Linked DNA regions of Mus musculus: all the other regions are linked to region 1. Evidence: chromatin contacts called from public Hi-C and HiChIP or PLAC-seq data. All regions are on one chromosome and are shown on one strand. The core of a region is the stretch at or near the end of the contact, and the rest is flanking DNA. Distances in the headings are between cores, read along the strand shown. Region 1 has its middle 7.0 kb from the start of Gm30271. Region 2 overlaps Zfp827 (zinc finger protein 827). Region 3 overlaps Zfp827 (zinc finger protein 827).

Region 1 (3,018 bases), core at 292-2,791:
GCTGTTAGAACCTCACAAACGATAGCATGACCTCCACCTTAGTGGGCTCCAGAGTTATGTAGCCTGTCCTCTACCTCAGAGAAAGACCTTTCTGTTTTCCCTGTGCTATGACCCAGAAGGCCTGTAGCAGTTCCCTCCACTCAGGGAAAACTGGCTTTGCAGCTGGCTCCGCCTTCCGCGGCGCCCATAGGCCTGCGCCTCCCTCTTCCCGCTGCATCTGCCCTGGCGGGGTCCCCTCACAGCCGTGTGGTTGCCCTGCCCGAGAGCCGCTAAGGGACCTGGCAAAAAGGAGCAAGGCCACGGAATAGTTCCCTCCCGCTGGCAGCCATTCCTCTGCCACCCGGCGCTTCGGGGCCCCGATCCAGCCTGCACCCCAACCCACGGCTCCTGTTGAACAGGAAACACAAACGTCGCACCCTAACCCCCTAGCCGCACCCCAGGACCCAACCCTTAATATGTTTTTTTCCTTTAGCCCCAGGTTGGGCTAAATACATTCGCTGGGAGCCATCTGGTCTGCTTCCCCTTCATGTGGTTTCCATTAAACTCGCCAGAACCGTGCAATGTAAATGCAGCCCTGGGCCACTCCGGAGCCTCCAACAGTCTGCCCTGCGCAGGCAGAGCGAGGGGACCTCTGGGCAGACGCCCAGGCTGGCACCCAAGGACCATGCCCCAGTGACTGTGCATCACCACTCCTAAGGAGGCATTTATCCATGGCAAGGCTTTCTTAGTGCCCCAGTGTTCAGCTTTTGCTACATGCAAGCCAGAGTTTGTTAGAATTCTGTTTCCATTCTAAAAATCAATGTCAACAGCTTTACAGACAAATTTACAGAAATAACCTGGCCACAGAAACTCAGCGTGACCAGCAGCATGTCGGGAGGGCTGAGTCTGCCTTCTATGCAGACCGCCTTCTTCCCTGACTCCCCCTACCCCCATAGGAAAAAACAGAACAGAAAAAAAAAAGTTAGCTTATGGAAAAATACTGACTCACGCAGTGAATTAGGGTTTATAGTACAAGATAAAGGAGACAGGCCGATTTAAGGACTCATAATGTGCTGTATTTGGAAAGTTCTTCAGGTTTATCAAAGATTAGTCCGTTTATTGAGGAGACTGGAAAAAAGGGGGGGACGGGACGGGAAGCAGCAGGGGACCAGCCACAGGCACTTCCAGGCAGTGAAAGAGCCTCTGGTCAGAAGGAATTAACTTGTAGCCGTCCTGTTTTGTCCAGGGTCCTCCTTTTCCTCTGTCTCCACCACCAGCCTAGGTTTCCCTCCCTCCCTTTTTTCCTTTGCTTTCTTTCTGTTCTCTTCCCACCCCCACCCTGGCCAGGGGATTTTATTTGGGATTTTAAAATGAAACCAGGTGCTCCGTAAAACAAAGACAAAGTAGTAACAAGGAAACACGATCCAAGGCCTAAGGAATGCGCTGAGTTTCATGACTCAGGCTGTCCTGGCAAAAAAAGTAGGAGTGACATGAGAGGTGGGTGGCACCGAGCACAGACCATACATGGCAGCCCTGGCCTCCCCTGATAGGGTGGTCAATGCAGCCTGTGACTCACTTTGTAAAAGGCTTCCCAGGCTGGAGCCAAAGGATCAGCAACGGTTCCCTGAGGGGCAGATCCACGTGATAGGGCCAGGGCTACCCTGAGGTTTGGGCATCACATCCTAGGCAAAATGCCACCCTTTTCTCCAGGAAAGAGGCAGGCTTAGCAGACTGCCAAGTGCACTGGTGCCTTCAGGAGATTAACAACCTGCGGGCTTTAAAGTGACAAGGTCTCTCTCTCTCTCTCTCTCTCTCTCTCTCTCTCTCTCTCTCTCTCTCTCTCTCTCTCTCTCTTTCTCTCCTCTCTCTCTCTCCTCCCTCCCTCCCTCCCTCCCTTCCTCTTTCTCTCTCTCTCTCTCTCTCTCTCTCTCTCTCTCTCTCTCTCTCTCTGTATGTGTGTGTTGGGGGGGGGTGTGGTTGGGAGTTCTAAGTCTCTAGGATCGCTGAGGTGCCTTGGTTAGAGGGGGGTTAGGCTGCTCCTGGGAGAAAGTGGAAAGCTTGCCCATGGTGGGGCAGGAGAGGGGGTTCTGGGCGCCATTCCTCAGCAGTCAGGGCAACCAGCTCAAGGGATGCGTTATGCATAAACATGCAGGGAGACACCTAGGCAGACATCCACACATTCTCAGAATTCCTTTTAAATGAGCAGGGATGGTGTGAGGTACACTTTTTGTGTGTGTTAATAAGAGACAGGCTAAGAGTACTAAAAAGGTCCCTCCTAGCAGGGTGGTAGTGGGGGCTGAAATCGGACGGTAAGGTTCATCCTGGCCTCTCGTCATTACCTCTGCATGAGTAGAAGCAAGTGGTGTCCCTCACTCCTGAGAAGGCTGTCACGTTTCGAGTGAGAATGACTGACATAATGAGGTTTCCACATGCAGAAGCTGCACGGACTGGAGGCTTGTTTGCCTTCTCCTCTTTCCCATTCTGTGAAATACCCACCAAACAAGCTCTGCTGACTAGTCCATAATTTCAGGGAAATCACTGCTTAACTTTGTCATCAAAGGCAACCTACCTGGAAAAACTACAGTCTAAGAATGATGACTTCATAAATATTTATAGTATGAACAGGCGTCACTCCAGTCCTGTTGGAAAATGGGCCCATTCAGCTTTCTTTAAGATGTGACACTTGGGTGAGTGACATCTGTCATCCGGATCAGCCCTGCACTCCGTCCCTCTGAAGCATGTTTATGGAGTGATTATGCCTCTGAATATTCGCTATATTTAGGTCTGCTCCTCTCCTCTCAGCCCTCCTAAATCCCCAAAGAAGCAAAAAGCCAAGTTACCGATGGACGGTAGACTTGAACCGTCATGACAAAGCACAGGCCCTTGAATGTGTACTACAGGAGCATTTGAAGAGCTGAGAATTCAAACGGGAAAGCCAGTTGCTAGTATAGTATTCTTTCGCTAGGGTGGCTTTGTTGGGACTGCTGTCACAGGTGAGGGCTCTCAGCTGGGCCTAGAGGGCAAAAGCAGGGAGGTGCA
Region 2 (3,018 bases), core at 369-2,868, 94 kb after region 1:
CTCTTCCTATCAAACTGTTTTCCCCTCTGCAAACTAAGGAGCTCCTAAAAGTTAGTTCACTGATTCAGTCAGGTGTGAGACACGGGGACAAAGTGGAAGGAAAAGACTGACAGAGAGGAATGGAGGGGGAGGGGCTGGAGAAAGAGAAGAGACAGAGAAACGGGAGGAAGAGGAGGAGGGAAGGAAGAGGAGGAGGAGGGAGGAAGGGACAGGATGAGAAGAGCAGAAAGCTTTTCCAGTTACAGAGTACCCCTCAGTCAGCTGCTTTCTGGGGAGCTGGCTCCCCAACCCTAAGGAATTTGATGACCCCAGTACATCTTAACCTTAGGCTGGACCATCCGCTCACGTAATCACCAGCATATACCTCCTCCTTCATGTTCCCCCAAAGTACTCCATATGTGAAACTAAACAGTGGGGTCTGCATCACAGGTACACAATGATGGCTGTGACCTTCGCACTCCAGAGCCTGAGGACAAGCACAGAGGGAAGCCAGGACACATACAATGGGATCCATTGACTCAAGAAAGAAAAATCTCTGCACCATAGTGAAGCTGGAAAGAGGTCCCAGAGTAAGTACCTCCTCCTCCACCCCCAGGTACTCATCTTTGACCTGGATTTAAAAAACCACCTGACTATGGGCACCACTGATGAATAGAACAATTAGTTTTTCAGGTTGCCTGAGGTAGTTTCCAGTGTAGTCTGCATGGAAGTGCTTCCTGTCCTTTCTTAGGACAACCTTTGAAAGTTCACAAGACACTGACCGCTGATTAATGTCTTTAGCATCCCCAGTCTCCCTGATGGATGCCATGTGCAGAGAGGGGTTGGACTGACAGCTCAAGTGTGATATCACACAACTGGCTCTTCCTCCCTTCTGAGACTTACCAACATTTTCCTTGACTTTTTAAAAGAAAAGAATGCCTGGGTGTTTTGCCTACAAGTCAGTGTGTGTGCTGTGTGCCTGGTGCCTGTGGAGGTGAGACAGTGCCTGAGCCCCTGACACCGGCGCAAATTGTTCCTCCCTCCTAAGCTGCCTCTCCAGTCCCCACTCCTTTTTTTCCCCTCGTCCTTGGGGGCCAGGTGATCTTGGGGGCTAGGCTCTGCTGGGGTCTATAAGACACTTGGGTACAGTAGCACTGCACACTGCCTTTAACAACCAGTGTCTCCTGGGGCTGAGAGGATGGCTCAGTTGGCAAAGCACTTAGTGTGGCAAGCACAAGGGCAGGAGTTCAGGTTCCTAGTACCCATGTAAAAGTCAGGCATATCTGTATCCAAAAGATGGAGGGAGTAGACACAGCTAATTTAATACATTCTAAATTCATTGAGAGATCCTATCTCAAAAAGTAGGTAGAAACAGGCAGGAAGGGCCACATCTTTAATCCCAGTACTTAAAAGGCCCAGGCAGGCAGATCTCTGTGAGTTCAAGGCCAGCCTGGTCTACAGAACTAGTTCCAGGGCAGCCAGCACCACATAGAGGAACCTTATTTAAAAACAAACAAACAAACAAACAAACAACAAACTAAAATAGGTAAATACTTCATCCAAAGTATAGAAGAAAGGCTCCTCTTATGTCCCAGCAGGGAGTGCCTCGTGTTGCTCACAAGTCCAGGCAGGCTGCCTGAACAAGCTGGCCTAGGACCAAAGGTCAGGCTGACCTGGGAACACATATACCACTTACCGCTGTGTCCCCAGCTCAGCTCCTATTCGCTTTGGGCATTCTCATGGAACAATAGTTGAATTAATCATTCCTACTGGCTCTCTGTGTTTACACTCACCAGGGGTAAACGCTTACTTCTAGGACCTATAAACACAATAGCAATGGCTTAGACTCGCGTCCTAAGTTAATAGGACAAGTACTGATGTCTGTCCCAAATCGTCTATACTTCTAAAAGGAGACTGGGGGCATACTTGTCAGTAAAGTGCTTGCCTTGCCTAACACCATGTAAAAAGGACAGATGTGGCCCTGTCCAAAGTAATCTTGGTACCTGGGTGGGATGGGGTGGAGTGGGGATGAGTGGAGCCAGGTGGCCCCCTGGGCTTGCCAACTTGGTAAGCCTCAAGCCAAGGAGAGGCACTGGATCAAAACCAAGCGTGACAGATCCTGAGAGACAACACCTGAGGCTGACCTCTACTCTCTACATACATGCACAGGCATGCTCACATACACAGAAGACACTGTTAACAGTTTGTGATGCTTGAGAAACACTCTATGTGTGATTATCTATAGAAACCCCTTTTTATATTTCCCTTTAATAAATAGGAATAAAATGTCATATATCTACTTTTCAAAATGAAAGAAAATTAAAAATAACCTTTAAATATTGAGGGTGTCCAGGTTGGGGCTAGAAGTGTGGATGACGTAGCCTCTGATGCCCCACAGCATGGGAAAGGTGAACTGGCTAATTCTACTCACACCCTCCTTGGTAACAGAAGGAGCAGAGGGTAACACTGTCCCCCAGGCCATCCCACTCTTTCTGAGGAGACGATAAGTGTCCCTTTAATACAGAAACTAAAGTTAAAACATAGTTTGTGACGATGCCCAGGAGTGGCACTGAACTACGTCTGGTGTGCTGGGTGTATTGTATGGTCTGGCTTCAGGGGGCCAAGTTGATAGAGCAGAGCTGGTGCCCGAGTACACGTACTTGTAGAGCGAAGCAAAAGCAGTTCTTCCTGTTACCTCCCACACTCTCTCGGAATCTGCTCCGTCCCATTTGCTGGGTGAAGAGTCGGGCAAGGCCTCTAACCTGATCATTCTCAGCTAAAACAAGAACCACAGCCCATTAAACAGCAAAGCTCTCTGGATTCTGAAACCAGAAGGCTTAATTCCACACACTGGGCAGCAGGGAGAACTTCCTCAAAGGGTGACTCTTGTCTCTGCTCTGACAGGGTCCTCAGCAGGAGAGAGGGGCTGGAGGACCAGGAGGAGGGACCTGAGAAGCCATGGGAAGGTCCCTGGCTGTCTTGCTGCACAGCAGTTTTGAGTCTTTGGATCAGTAGGTGTTCCTCATAGAACTATGCTCC
Region 3 (3,018 bases), core at 166-2,665, 69 kb after region 1:
GTGCTTCTTCTGTGTCTGAGACAGCGGCAGCTGTGAGCTGCAGATACCATCTGCTGATGCCTAGTTAACTGTGCTATTCTCGACTGCTTCACAGTCCACACAGTTCCCACTAGCCTTACCTACTTTGCCCCACTCACGGCCCCAAATGCAGTCACACACGTGGAATTGGCCACGGGTCCCCTTGGCACAGCTCTCCACTAACACTGGGCCCTAGCTGCTAAGTTCTACCTCCTCCCAATACCATGAAGCTGAAAACCAAGCCTTCTGCACACACAGGTCGTTGAGGGAGTTTCAGATCCAACCTCAGCAGTTTATACTGATATACCACAGTCGCCTGTTGAAATATCGCTGTGTTTGCTGCAGGTACTAAGGATATGGTAGATTGCCACTGGCCATAGTGAGCCTCATTCGCCAACTGGGACTCTAAGAAAATCCAAAGGGCTGGCATAATCTTGCATTTGCTATGGAAATAAGTTTGCTAAGGAAATAAAAAGTTGAAATATTTCAAGTGTGGCATTCAAATGACCTAGAAGGAGGTTTCTAAGAACACCAAAGTTTTAAATGATACTCTGAGAAGTTACTTTGTACCTATCTACAAAACAAAGATGAAAAGGAAAGCCATCCCCACCCCTGCCTCCCCATCAGACATCCTCACCCCTGCCTCCCCATCAGACATCCTCACCTCTGCCTCCCCATCAGTCATCCTCACCTCTGCTTCCCCATCAGACATCCTCACCCCTGCCTCCCCATCAGACATCCTCACCCCTGCTTCCCCATCAGACATCCTCACCTCTGCTTCCCCATCAGACATCCTCACCCCTGCCTCCCCATCAGACATCCTCACCTCTGCCTCCCCATCAGACATCCTCACCCCTGCCTCCCCATCAGCCATCCTCACCTCTGCCTCCCCATCAGCCATCCTCACCCCTGCCTCCCCATCAGCCATCCTCACCCCTGCCTCCCCATCAGACATCCTCACCCCTGCCTCCCCATCAGACATCCTCACCTCTGCCTCCCCATCAGACATCCTCACCTCTGCTTCCCCATCAGCCATCCTCACCCCTGCCTCCCCATCAGACATCCTCACCCCTGCCTCCCCATCAGTCATTCTCACCCCTGCCTCCCCTCAGCCACCCTCATCCCTCCTTCTCCTCAGCCATCCTCACCCCTGCCTCCCCATCAGACATCCTCACCCCTGCCTCCCCATCAGATATCTCTTTCCTGGCCTCCCCATTTCTGCACAGCTACCTGCAATCTCTTTGCCACCCTTTTGATTGCAAAACTGACCACTTTCCCAGATCAGTCAACTTTCTGGCCCTGCCTCCCTTGCCTCTATCCAAGCTCTCACTAAGTGATGCCATCCTGGGACTGCAAAAGCTCTCCCTGTGAAGCAACTTTGGGAAATCCCATCTTCTCCGGTGATTCAGCATTTTGCTGCTCAAATGCCGCCCACGGTTTTCTAGAGGCAGCACCCACAACTCACTCTAGACCTGTTAAGATTCTCAAGTGAAGTATCAGTCTCTGTGTTCCCAGCACTGGATTTACTGGGCCCAGGTATGGACTGAAAGATCTGTGTGATACCCTTGGGTCCAGATGCATTCTGAGACTCGCACCTTTTCTGCTTTCCAGCTGGTGAGGTGGTGCACGTCACCGTGTAAAGCAGGGTCCGACAGCAGCATGGGGGCAGGGCTTGATTACCTAATATTCCAGTAACAAACACACAAACCTCCTCCTTGTCATACACCATTAGATTCTCACTTAACTTAATGGGAGACAACTTAAAAATAGTTCATTCGAGGGGCTGGAGAGATGGCTCAGTAGTTAAGAGCATTGGCTGCTCTTCCAGAGGACCCTGGCTCAATTCTCAGCACCCACATGGCACTTCCCAACGGTCTATAACTCTAGCTCCAAGGGATCCAATACCCTCATACAGATATACATGCAGGTCAAAGACCAATGTGCATAGAATAAAATGCGATGATTAAAATAGTTCATTCAAAGACACTGGTTGGTCATTATGATTGCTATCTCCTATTTTCAACTTGACTGGACTACGAACCCTCTTCAGAGGCAATGAGATGAGCCCGTGGGAAAGGGCTCTGCTGCCAAGCTTGCTGACCTGGTTTGACCCCTGCGACCTGAATGCTGAAAAACAGAACTGACTCTTGTGGGCCGCCTTCTGACTTCCATATGTGCTGGGACACTTGGGAACACGTGGGCATTAGTAAGGTAGCCTCTGGGTGTGTCTACCAGGCTTTTCTACGGAGCGTTGGCTGAGGAGGCGATGCCCACCTTCAATGTAGGCGCAGCCTCTCAAGGTTGAACTGAGAAAAGGAGGAAAGCTGATGCTTCAGACCAAGCGCCTCCTAGCTCCCGCCTTCTGCTCCACAATGGCTGTCCCATCTGAACCATGAGCCAAACCCTCCTGTAAACTGCTTCTTGTCAGGTATTTGGTAGAAGCAAAGAGATCCTTGAGGCTTCTGTGTCTTGGAGCCATATGAAGGGACCAGGGAGCAGGTACAGGGATATAGTGCCCATTTGCACAGTGTAGACGTGAAGCAAGAGTGTTTGCCCTCAGAGTCTCTACACTGCAAACTTTGGTCTTCTCTAGTGAGGGGGTCGCTGGGGCTCTCCTGACAGTGCTGTCTTTGGTTGAGGATCACATGTCCACAGTGGTGTTTTAAATCTTCTCATTTCACTTCCGTTTCCAGAGAACTTCCACACCAAAAACCCAAGTCTACCTTTCTTCATTTACTTAGGTAACTGTGAACACATCAGGATCCTTTGGTTTCTAACTGCCTAGAGAGGGCTCTCTGTTCAACAACAGGTTGATTGCTCTTTACGAGGGTCGATTTGCAGGTTTAAAATCCCAGTGATGTTCACTCCATCTCCCTCCAAATAAGATCTAGCTTTAAAGTGTGAGTTTATATGACATGTAACGCAAAGCTATCACCACGGAAAGCTTCCACGCACAGTGCACATTTAAACATCCACAGGTTTGGCTCCTCCAAACCCCTC

Evidence for each region. HiChIP or PLAC-seq counts read pairs in DNA pulled down with a chosen protein or histone mark. A called contact is a pair of places that touch in the nucleus more often than the background predicts.
Region 2: a contact with region 1 is called in a Hi-C map of uterus, with 2.0 times the contacts expected there. The contact joins two enhancer-like sites. A contact is called at or near these places in 1 of 15 datasets of contacts at CTCF or cohesin (the NIH/3T3 cell line), 3 of 484 Hi-C or Micro-C datasets (embryonic fibroblasts, palatal mesenchyme and uterus), 1 of 115 datasets of contacts at active chromatin or transcription factors (double positive thymocytes) and 2 of 9 other capture datasets (adipose tissue and liver).
Region 3: a CTCF HiChIP or PLAC-seq map of the NIH/3T3 cell line shows a contact between it and region 1, with 11 read pairs. The contact joins two enhancer-like sites. A contact is called at or near these places in 1 of 15 datasets of contacts at CTCF or cohesin (the NIH/3T3 cell line), 3 of 115 datasets of contacts at active chromatin or transcription factors (double positive thymocytes, embryonic stem cells and microglia) and 1 of 9 other capture datasets (adipose tissue).

What each region holds. Positions count from the first base shown.
Region 1 is chr8:79,207,389-79,210,406 of GRCm38.p6, reverse strand. No RefSeq gene overlaps it. Among named protein-coding and RNA genes, the nearest start is that of Gm30271, 7.0 kb to the right of the region's middle. Within about 2 kb of position 1,541, at least 255 of the 459 cell types and tissues checked have an H3K27ac peak or open chromatin away from gene starts, as enhancers often do. A contact at or near this core is called in the NIH/3T3 cell line and uterus, where this site is marked.
Region 2 is chr8:79,113,376-79,116,393 of GRCm38.p6, reverse strand. The region is part of intron 5 of Zfp827 (zinc finger protein 827); the gene reads right to left. Among named protein-coding and RNA genes, the nearest start is that of Zfp827, 86 kb to the right of the region's middle. Within about 2 kb of position 1,618, at least 21 of the 459 cell types and tissues checked have an H3K27ac peak or open chromatin away from gene starts, as enhancers often do. A contact at or near this core is called in uterus, where this site is marked.
Region 3 is chr8:79,138,213-79,141,230 of GRCm38.p6, reverse strand. The region is part of intron 8 of Zfp827 (zinc finger protein 827); the gene reads right to left. Among named protein-coding and RNA genes, the nearest start is that of Gm30271, 62 kb to the left of the region's middle. Within about 2 kb of position 1,415, at least 28 of the 459 cell types and tissues checked have an H3K27ac peak or open chromatin away from gene starts, as enhancers often do. A contact at or near this core is called in the NIH/3T3 cell line, where this site is marked.